Regions from separate parts of the Zea mays genome. Here region 2 is linked to region 1. Evidence: chromatin contacts called from public Hi-C data. All regions are on one chromosome and are shown on one strand. Each heading gives the region's core, a stretch centred on a gene start, on an enhancer-like site or on the middle of the called end of the contact. The rest is flanking DNA. Distances are from core to core; before and after follow the strand shown.

What was found. Hi-C and Micro-C count contacts between places; a contact is called where the count stands out from the background.
Region 2: a Hi-C map of leaf shows a contact between it and region 1, with 5 times the contacts expected there. The contact joins the promoter of LOC100272819 here to the promoter of LOC100193981 in region 1. A contact is called at or near these places in 3 of 25 Hi-C or Micro-C datasets (endosperm, leaf and tassel).

Annotation. Positions count from the first base shown.
Region 1 is chr4:138,959,518-138,964,221 of Zm-B73-REFERENCE-NAM-5.0, reverse strand. It overlaps LOC100193981, which reads left to right and starts at 2,074. Exons shown (of 6, transcript NM_001139048.1): 1 at 2,074-2,269; 2 at 3,097-3,209; 3 at 3,293-3,664; 4 at 3,745-3,830; 5 at 4,694-4,704. The coding sequence starts at 3,152.
Region 2 is chr4:139,214,445-139,219,148 of Zm-B73-REFERENCE-NAM-5.0, reverse strand. LOC100272819 (glycine-rich protein) reads left to right here and starts at 2,827. Exons shown (of 3, transcript NM_001147272.1): 1 at 2,827-2,989.

The sequences.
Region 1 (4,704 bases), core at 825-3,324:
CAAAGAAAATGGTTCTCCAAATATTTCTAGCAATATAACAATCAAATAAAAGACAACGAATACTCTCGTTATGTTTACAGTTCAAAATTTCCAACCACATTCATTTTGCATGGTTATCTTCATTGAGGATTACACCCCTCCATAAAAACACAAGAAATTTTTATTTTTTAGGGAGATCTTTAGCTTCCAAAGGAGAGAAAAGTCTATTTTGTTGAGCCCCCAAAGAAAACTCTCTCGAGTACAAATCAGCTGTGGCCAACAAATTTTGCCACTGAACAAATTTTTCTCCACTCACCACATTAAAAAGATTTAGATATTACTCTTTTAGCGATATATTCAAAGGTCATCCATACACAAACCACCTTAGCCATCAACTATCTAAAATTGACCCTGATTAAAAAAATTCATCTTTAATCTTCATGAGGTGCATAGCAAATACTTGTTTTTGAGAATTTGATGTCAAACTTCATCCTTATTGATGATCATTTGCTAAGTAAGCAAATATTATTGGTAGCTAGGTTAGCAACACCTAAACCAACAAAGTCTTTTATTTGACAAATAATTTTGTAGCTACAGACAGGGAATTTAGAAGACTTGGATGCTTGATTTTTCTTATTTCCATTTAATTTTAAGTTCTGTGGAAGATGCTGTACGGTAATGCGTGCTTGCTCGCCAACAAACCGACGGATCTTGAGATAACCCAGTTGACGTTCAGATGTTGATGCCACTAAAAAGTGTTTCCCCAGTAACCGCAACGTATCTAACAACTATGAATTTGTTTTGGGAAGCATAAGCCAATTTCAAACATCGATGCTTTGACAATTGTATATTCATCTCATGCATTGATGATTAATGCATCGAGGAATTGCATTCCATGTGATAAATCTCCAAAGGCTAGATAGTTCAAAACAATTTAGATTATAGTCAGAACATATTATAATCTCAAATCCTAAACTCGTACGAGTACCATTTAGCATTTAAAACCTAAAGCAAAGGCTAGATAGTTCAAAACAATTTAGATTATATGGTCAGAACATACTATAATCTAAACCCTAAACTCGTACGAGTACCATTTAGCATTTAAAACCTAAAGCATTTATAGCCTGTACTAATGGAATTATTTTAATTTTAACCGTTCTTCATTTGAGCATAATCATCTCGGATATCAACCAACAAGGAAGAATAATACTAAACTTTACGCAAAATCAGAAACAAATTCTATAAGACACGGCTCAAACACATGTTTCCAAAAAATCCTCCACGAGATCAGAGCGCAAGCCTCCCTCGCGGACGAGATCTCTGGGTACATCCCTCTCGCAAACGAAGAAATTGCCACAAAACATGGAGAGGTTTTGGGACAGAGTGCGTTTGCTGTGCTCGAACATCAACGAAACACAACCCAAAAAGGACGAACAGTTCTTTCTTTTAGAAAGTAGTAGAAAAGATGTGCCAGCCGAAAGGGCCCAGAAAATCACCGAGGGTGTCAGATCCAGGTGAGTTTAAGCTGGCTCGGATTCAATCTCGCAAGATGGCAGTATGATTGCCGATTGCCTGAACCGGATCCAGTTCAAGGTCCAAACAAGAAGCTGATCTTGCAAACCACACACGATTTTTGTCTAGATCAACGAAAAATTCAACACAAAACCACTAATATGGCGCAATCAATGAAAAAACAACACAAAAGGATTGCCAAGCTTAACGGTTCACAAAAGCTAGAAGGGAACGGAAACACGTCGACCAATCGAGTTTGGAGAATCGAGGATGGCGGCGCCGGCGAGGTGAAGGGTTTCGGCCAGTAGAGGGGATATATATGCGCACGGGCACGAGGGTTCCTGATTAGGGTTATCACGTGCTGACTTGGGCCGGCCCAATGTTAGCTCACATGGAAACAATGGGCCGAGCGGGGAGTGTGCACAGTTCAGGAACGGCCCGTTGAAAGGCTAAAAAAAATACTAATCGAACGGGTTTCCCGAGCCGAGCCGAAGCCGATCCAAAATCCGACCGTTGCCAAGAGCGCTCCCCTACCCTTTTTCCCCTCCTCGCAGTCGCAGCAGCAGCGCACACCAGAAAAGCTTTTCTGCCTCCTCTCCACCTTGCTTCCCGCAACTACCACGCACGCCGAATACTTGGCAAGAAGAAACCCTTTCTCGTCCCGTTGAACTGGCGCCGTCGACTCCACCGGGGCACGCTGTCGCGGGTTGCTCTCCGGTCCTCGTTCTCCTTGCTGCTGAATCCGCTAGTGGAGATCGACCTGATTTCTCCTGTCCTGGTAAACCCTAGCGCTCTCCCCCTCCATTCCTTCCTTTTTTTTTTGCCGTCATTCGCTGTGATGTGAACCACTGAAGCGAAAGCCTAACGTACTTCGGTCCGTTTGGTCTATTCTTGGGATGCCCTGTATGTGGATTTGTTCGCTGTTCCGAGCTTAGCCCTCCGTGGCCCTTCTCTTCTTGAGGGCACACAAGGTCTCAGTGGGGTTCATAATCCATCATTTAGGAGCGGTTCGAAGACTCTTTCATTGTTAATTTGTTTGCAGATGCAGATCGGATGCTTATGCAAAATGCCAGTTAGATCTTGATTGGCTTGATAGTAGAGGATATGTGCATTTTGAACTTTTGATGTTGTTGGGTTCACTAATTTAGTGGTGCTTCCGTCTATGTCATCTCAATGGAAAGTGCTATCACATAGGTGTGCAAATAAAGTCTGCACAGCCACATCACCAGGATCCTATCTAGGCACTGTCTCCCCTTGGTAAATCGTACTCCTCGGTTCTTTTTTATTTGTCACGGTTTAGTTTAAAAATGAACTATCGGGTGACAAATATTCTAGAATGGAGGTACTCGTTATGCAGTTTTGCTACATGGAATTTCATAATCGACCTCTGTAAGATGAAATGCAACTCTTCCCCTGGTTGTGTACTTCTGAATTCTGATCCAGTTTAGTATGTTTGCAGTTTAGTGGTACTTCAAATCCATATTAAATTAAGCCTCTCAGAGCTTATTTCAAATCTTGTTCAGTTTCTGTACATCAGAATTCAGAAATACCGTATAGAAGTCAGCATTTATTATTTCTATATTATGATTAGTTTCTCTTTATCAGTCAATTGGATTTTAGCCCGGCTTTCAAGGTAGAGAAAGAAGCTGTCTGGTCCATCATGGCCTTCCCAACTCCAGCTTCTGTTTTTGTTGACGAGAACCAACAGATAAATAGAGGTGAGATTGCATTTTTATCAAAAACTAATTCGTGAAAAGGATTTTTCCTGAATTAGATACATCTCTTTTATCTAAATGTTCAGGTAAGAGGGCTGCTGGATCAAGGACCAAAGGGCTGAAGCCGTCGGAGAATCCTGGGAATCTAGAGAGGAGAGCTCTTCAGGATTTGTCCAACTTTGCCAAAGGCACAGGTTTGAAGGGCACTTCCACCCTGAAAGAGAGGTCCCAGCGCAAGGCTTTTAGTAATGTGACCAACACTATTAAAGGCACTGCTTTGAAGGACAGGCCCATCACGAAAGAGAAATCTACCCAGAAACAGAGGTCACAGAACCCAGTGAAAATATTATCTGATGAAGATATCAAACTGTGTCATGAGTGGGCTAAGGATGGGGTGGAAGGGTTTCACTCAACACAAAATGATTCTCAGAAGGTTGATAAGGATCTGCTAGCCAAACGTACGATTGCTCTTGGTTCTTAAATGTGTGTATGTTTTTTTTGTCATGTCTATATATGGCTAACTGTGCATGTTATTTAGGTGTCAAGAAGAAAGTGGCGTCAGTAAACTCAGCCTTGCGTGGTTGGTCAGATACGGTATTTGATTCTCTGATGTTTCCAGCTAGGGTATGTGGCTCAACTGCAAACAATATTTTTCACAGTTTGTGTAGGTGGTTCATACGGTTGAACTATGTTATCATTGATTTATTTTACAAAACCATGACCCCATTTCTGTATGACTGTCAGTCCCATACAAGCTCATAATTAAGCAAACGGGATTTGTTATTATTAAGAATGATATATTAGAATGAGAAAAGTATGTGTTACTTGATTGTGCATTTCCCCTTGTTAACTGATACAGTTGTCACTAGTCCGCTCCAGTACCTTACAGTTTTGAGTTTTGACAAAACTATGTTTGTGAGGTAGCATTCTGGGAATTATGAATCTGGCTCTCTACTTGCAACATTTGCTTATTATAATAAGTATATTCTGAAATTGACAGTACTTCTAAATAATCAGGCCATTTCTGGATATTGGAAATTTCTCTATGCCCAAAGTACTGAAGGAAGCTGGCTATGTATGAATATGTATTGTCCAATTGTTGGTTTGTTTTAGGAAGAAAAACAGGTCTCCCATGTAGCTTATTTATGGTCAATAAAAATCATGAAAGCATGAGTAGAAGTTCAAAAACAGTTGGCTCATGTTATTTTCTTAGCCATCTTCTCATCTGTCTGTGCCTATGCATTTGAATTATGCCATGCTCTTGATTCATCATTTACACGAACAAAATGAATTGGCATCCAGTCATTTGATTTGCTCTTGTTATACATATAGCTATGCTCTTGTTATACATCGAAGCAAATAGCAGCATATTACTAGAAAGATGATGTTCTAGACCACATCATTTTTTACCTTTTCCTCTCTATTCTCCCATGCACTGCCGGACTGTCATATGAGAAACATCATTCATGCCTCTTTTATGATTTCAGGAGGTTTTATA
Region 2 (4,704 bases), core at 1,578-4,077, 250 kb before region 1:
ATCGGATCCCTCTTCCACTAACAAACATAGATAAGGAACAATACATCAATCATAGTGACTTGGTGGGGTGTGCCAATTATTATACCTTATTATTTTTGTGCCCTATAATTTATTTAAACTATTTTTGGTGCATAAAATATCAGCATATAAATATATATGTGAAAATAGGAAAAGGAAATGGGAAAAGGAAAAAGAGAAAGGGTTTCTCAGCTAGCTGGGCCGGGGGGGAGTTTTTGGCCCAGCCGAGCGCGAGCGCACGCGCGGCCACGTGGGCAAGCGGCCCACTCGGCCCGCCAGCGGGGGAGGCGGCGTGGGGACGACGCGGGGACGGTGCCGTGGCGCGGGCCCACATGCCAGAGGAAAGGGGGGGGCTGACGGCGTGGAACGGTGACGGGGAGAGAGGGAGTCAGCCGGGGTTTGACCGCCGGTGAAATCCCGCGGCGGTTCTCCGACGGGGGTCCGGTTTTGCGACGGGGGAGTGGTGGCGAGGCACGAGCGGGGGTAAGGGGTCACGGAGATGGGGTCAATTTGACCGGTGGAGGCCTAGGGTGGCCGGTCCACGGCGCGGTGGTGGGTGATCGCGGCGGTGAAGTCGCCGACGAGGCAGTCGAGCGCAATAGGAGGTGGAAAAGGGTGCAGCATGATCGTGAAGGGGTGGTGAACCTTGAGAGCCTACCCAATTGAGTGCTAGGCTACCAGAGGGTGGAAGGGGAGCTTACCGGAGCGAAGGGAGGGTGCGGCGGCGTTGGCTCAATCGAGCTCGGGGAAGGGGAGGGGGGAGGTAGCCGAGGCTGGTGTGGGGAAGGCGGAGCTCGGACGGTCCTTTTTATAGGCGCCCGGGGAGAGGGAAGGGAGGAGGGGCGGAAAGCGCCGACGAGCTCTCCATGACGGTGGTGATGGCGCAAACTGGCGACGAGACGGCTCGGGCACAGTGAGCGGGGCGCATGGTGCCAACCGAGCTGGTGAGCGCGTTAATGGCGAGGAGACGGGGCGGGCGGTGGTCGGCGGCGAACGCTCCGGTGAAGACATGGGCGGGACGAGGGGTCTGACGAGCGGGCCCGGGCTGCCAGCGGAAGAGCGACGCGAGAGGGAGAGGGGAGCCGACCACTGACGGCCGGGCCCGGGGTGTCAGGCGCGGGCGCGGGCGCGCGATGCTGGGCTGCTTGGGCCGCGGGAGGGAGAGAGGAGGAGCGGGCGCGCGAGAGTGGGGGGGGGGGAGTGGCTTGGGCCGGAAACGGCCCAGCCGAGGGGGGGGGGGGAGTTTTTCCTTTTTCTTTTTCTATTTTCTATTTCTCATTTCTATTTTCTATTTCTATTCCTTTTTATCTCCTTTTCTTTTGAACAACAATTAGCTAAATAATCTTAGGTGCTAAAAATAATCTATGTGAGGTGCTTCTAGCAATCAAAGTGTATGCATATGATGAGATGACCTAAGGGGTGGAGTTTAGTGAGAGATAAAAATAAGGGGGTTTAGGAGATTAGGGTTCCAAACCTTGGGTTGAAATTTTGGGATGTTATAGTGCGGTACACAAGATTAGACCGAGTGAGAAATGATGACATACACGATCGGCTAGGAGTAGCGCCAATTCAAGAAAAGCTTATTCAATACCGGTTGAGATAGTTTAGGCATGTCCACCGGAGACCCCAGAGGCACCGATGCATAGAGGCATCATAAGACAAGACAATAATGTGAAGAGAGATAGAGGTCGACCAAACTTGACATGGGAGGAGGCAATCAAAAGAGACTTGAAGGATGGAATATCAAGTTGTGTTTGAATATAAGTGCTTGGAAAGAAGCTATCCACGTGCCTGAACCATCACTAGACATTTTTCCTTTTAGTGCTCTCAAAAGTTTTTCCCCTCCCCTTTCTCTCTCTTTCTTCTTTTGGTGACATCTTACTGAGTTTCAACTCTAGCCTACCCCAACTTACTTGGGGCTAAAAGGCTATGTTGATGATATTCAAATTGATGATGATAAATCTAGACAAATATACAAACATATATATTAATTATTTTATGAATCTATTGAAAGCCAAAAACAAATTTCAATTTGGGACCGAGGGAGTATCATTTAAATGCACTAGGCCATATCTTTTTTGTAATATACTTATGTAATATCGTTATATATTTGTAAATTTAGTTGTAAATCAAAATTTGACTTAGAAATTAGTTCGAAGGATGGTAATTGATACAGTAGTTGAGCGGAAGGAAATATATTGGCAGAAGTATTTCACAAATATGGCCTTTTGAGTAATTATTATATCTATCTTCTGCAAAACTTAACCAAAGTAGGGCTCGATGAAATACTCGTGACTCATCGGCTCGCTCGGTTTGTAGCTAACTCAACTCGGTTCATTTGATTTTTTTTCACGAGATGAGCTGACATCAACAAGCCAGCTCGCAAGATAAACACTATCACATTTCAGGAAAACGAAGGTATATGCATATCATTTACTTATGAATATGTTATATGTTTTGCATGGTTTTTATGGTCTATAAGTTAAACTAATGATTAATGAAATGTGTCTATGTGTCAAATTGATCTATGCGAATATAATTATAGGTTAAATTGATGAATATATGTGAATTGTGAAGTGATGAATTATGAGTTGTGTTAATTTGACGATATATTAATATGATCTATAAAACTATCAGTATAATTATTATTTTTTATTATTAAATTAGTTTTAAAATAATTGAAAACTAATTATTATTTTTTAATCTGACTCGCAAACTAAACAAGTCAGCTTAAACTTGTAAATGAGTCAAGTTCGTTAGCTTAATGATTCGAGCCGAGCCATATCCAAGCCTAAACCAAAGCAGCCTGGCTGTGCCTACACGCTTGCCTTATCTTCTCCCGTTCACCCCGCCGTGCGCGCGCGCCCCCGCGGCGACAACCGGGCGACCGCCGCCGACCTACGCCAGGTGCCAAGCCGTTCCTCAGTCCCATCACGAGGCCTTCAACGAGCCCTTCGCCGGCGACGAGAAAGTATGGGCACCCCTCCCCTTCCCTTTCTGCTGTGCGAAACCGAGTTCCGGAACCCTAACCTATTTAGCTATTTGCATGATCTAATTTCAAGCTTATATATAGTGCCTACTATCTTCGATTTTTTTGGCAAAAAATACTGGGTTTGTACACCCACGTTCTTTATTGTGTCATCTGGTGAGAGGAAGCATTCCATAGCCCAAGTATTAGAAACTCGTATTGATCCACTGTATTTTACATGTGAAATTTGGAGTTTAATTTTGTGCTGAGGAGACAGTGATCAATCAAGCTGAGATAAGAGAAGGAAGAAGAGGTTTTTGTGCCTTAAATTTTAACAAATTAAGAAGAATAAGGCTTCCCGGCTAATGTTTTATTTGCCTTAAAATTTTCTCAAATCATTGTGAGAAATGAATGAACCAACCAAAATGTGCTTGGACATGCTGAACTTTGTTAGTTGCCAATTTGTAAGTGCGTGTGAAATTTGTCTAAATTGATCCCATATGCCTTGGAACCAAGACAGGTGAAGATTTGTTTTAGACATATTGGGGGTTCAATGGAATCCCATGTCACATGCCAAGTTCACTGCTATCCCCTTTGGAAGTAGACTTATTCCACTTTTTACTCATGTCCAATGTTTTTGTCATTGAGACGGTTTGAGTCGCCAGAGCACACCGATAAGTCGATTCAGCTGACTTATCGGGCAACTTGGACGACTAATCGATAGTAAGTCGTCCGACTAATTGGCTAAATCGTCTAGACTCTAAAAAACCGATATAAGACGACTTGCCATGTTTTTGTATGAAAAAAATACTGATTGCACAAAAAAAACTGATTATAATGAAGAAAGTGACTTACTTGTCCAAGTACACTAACATAGCAATCGATGTAGCATAATCTCGGCCACACGGCAAGCATTCAAGCAAAGTACCGGAGCGGAGCAGAGCAGATTTAAAAGGGAAATAATAGACAGGGTCAAAGCCTCACAGGGATTACCGGAGCTGGAGGACGAGGTGGCTGGTGACTGCCGACAGTTGATGCAGGAGGCGAAGGGAGAGGTGATCTCGTGGAGCATCACTGAGCACGAGTGTGATTGACAACTGACGATGAGACGAACGACTCCTGTTTCTGGTGGCTAGGAGTGGAGGGGCAGGAGAGAAGGTTGGAGAATAGTGGATTGGAAGTGGGCCAGTCTGTTGTTGGAACCCTAAGACCTAATGGGCTGGTTGACGGGCTGAGAGATGAAACCCAAGCCTTTTTTATTTAAGTCGTCCATGACTTAAAACCGCGACTAACCGTCTGAGTTAGACGATTAGTCAGATGACTCGTTATTAAGTCGACCAATTCGTGTCGAAATGTATACTGATGCTAAAAAACGATACGGCTGACTAATCGCGATTGGTCGAACGACTTAAAAACACTGCTCATGTCATTCCTATATGGAATGTGAGATGTATTTTTTTTTCTATACTGGTGTACAAATGTTCATTAGACAAATTTGATGCTTCCATTTCCTTTTTTCAGTTTTATTGTTTTATTTAGATTATCATGTAGATTTCCTTGTTGTATAATGTAGTGTGATCATGCCAATGGTAGCATACACTGCCTCTATCTTTTGTTTGAGTGTCGATAAGGATCTCTAAGCAATTGTGTTACGTGGTACCCCATGTTTTAAAGTTGTATGACTAACCGCGATTAGTCGGCCTTATCGCCATTGCAAG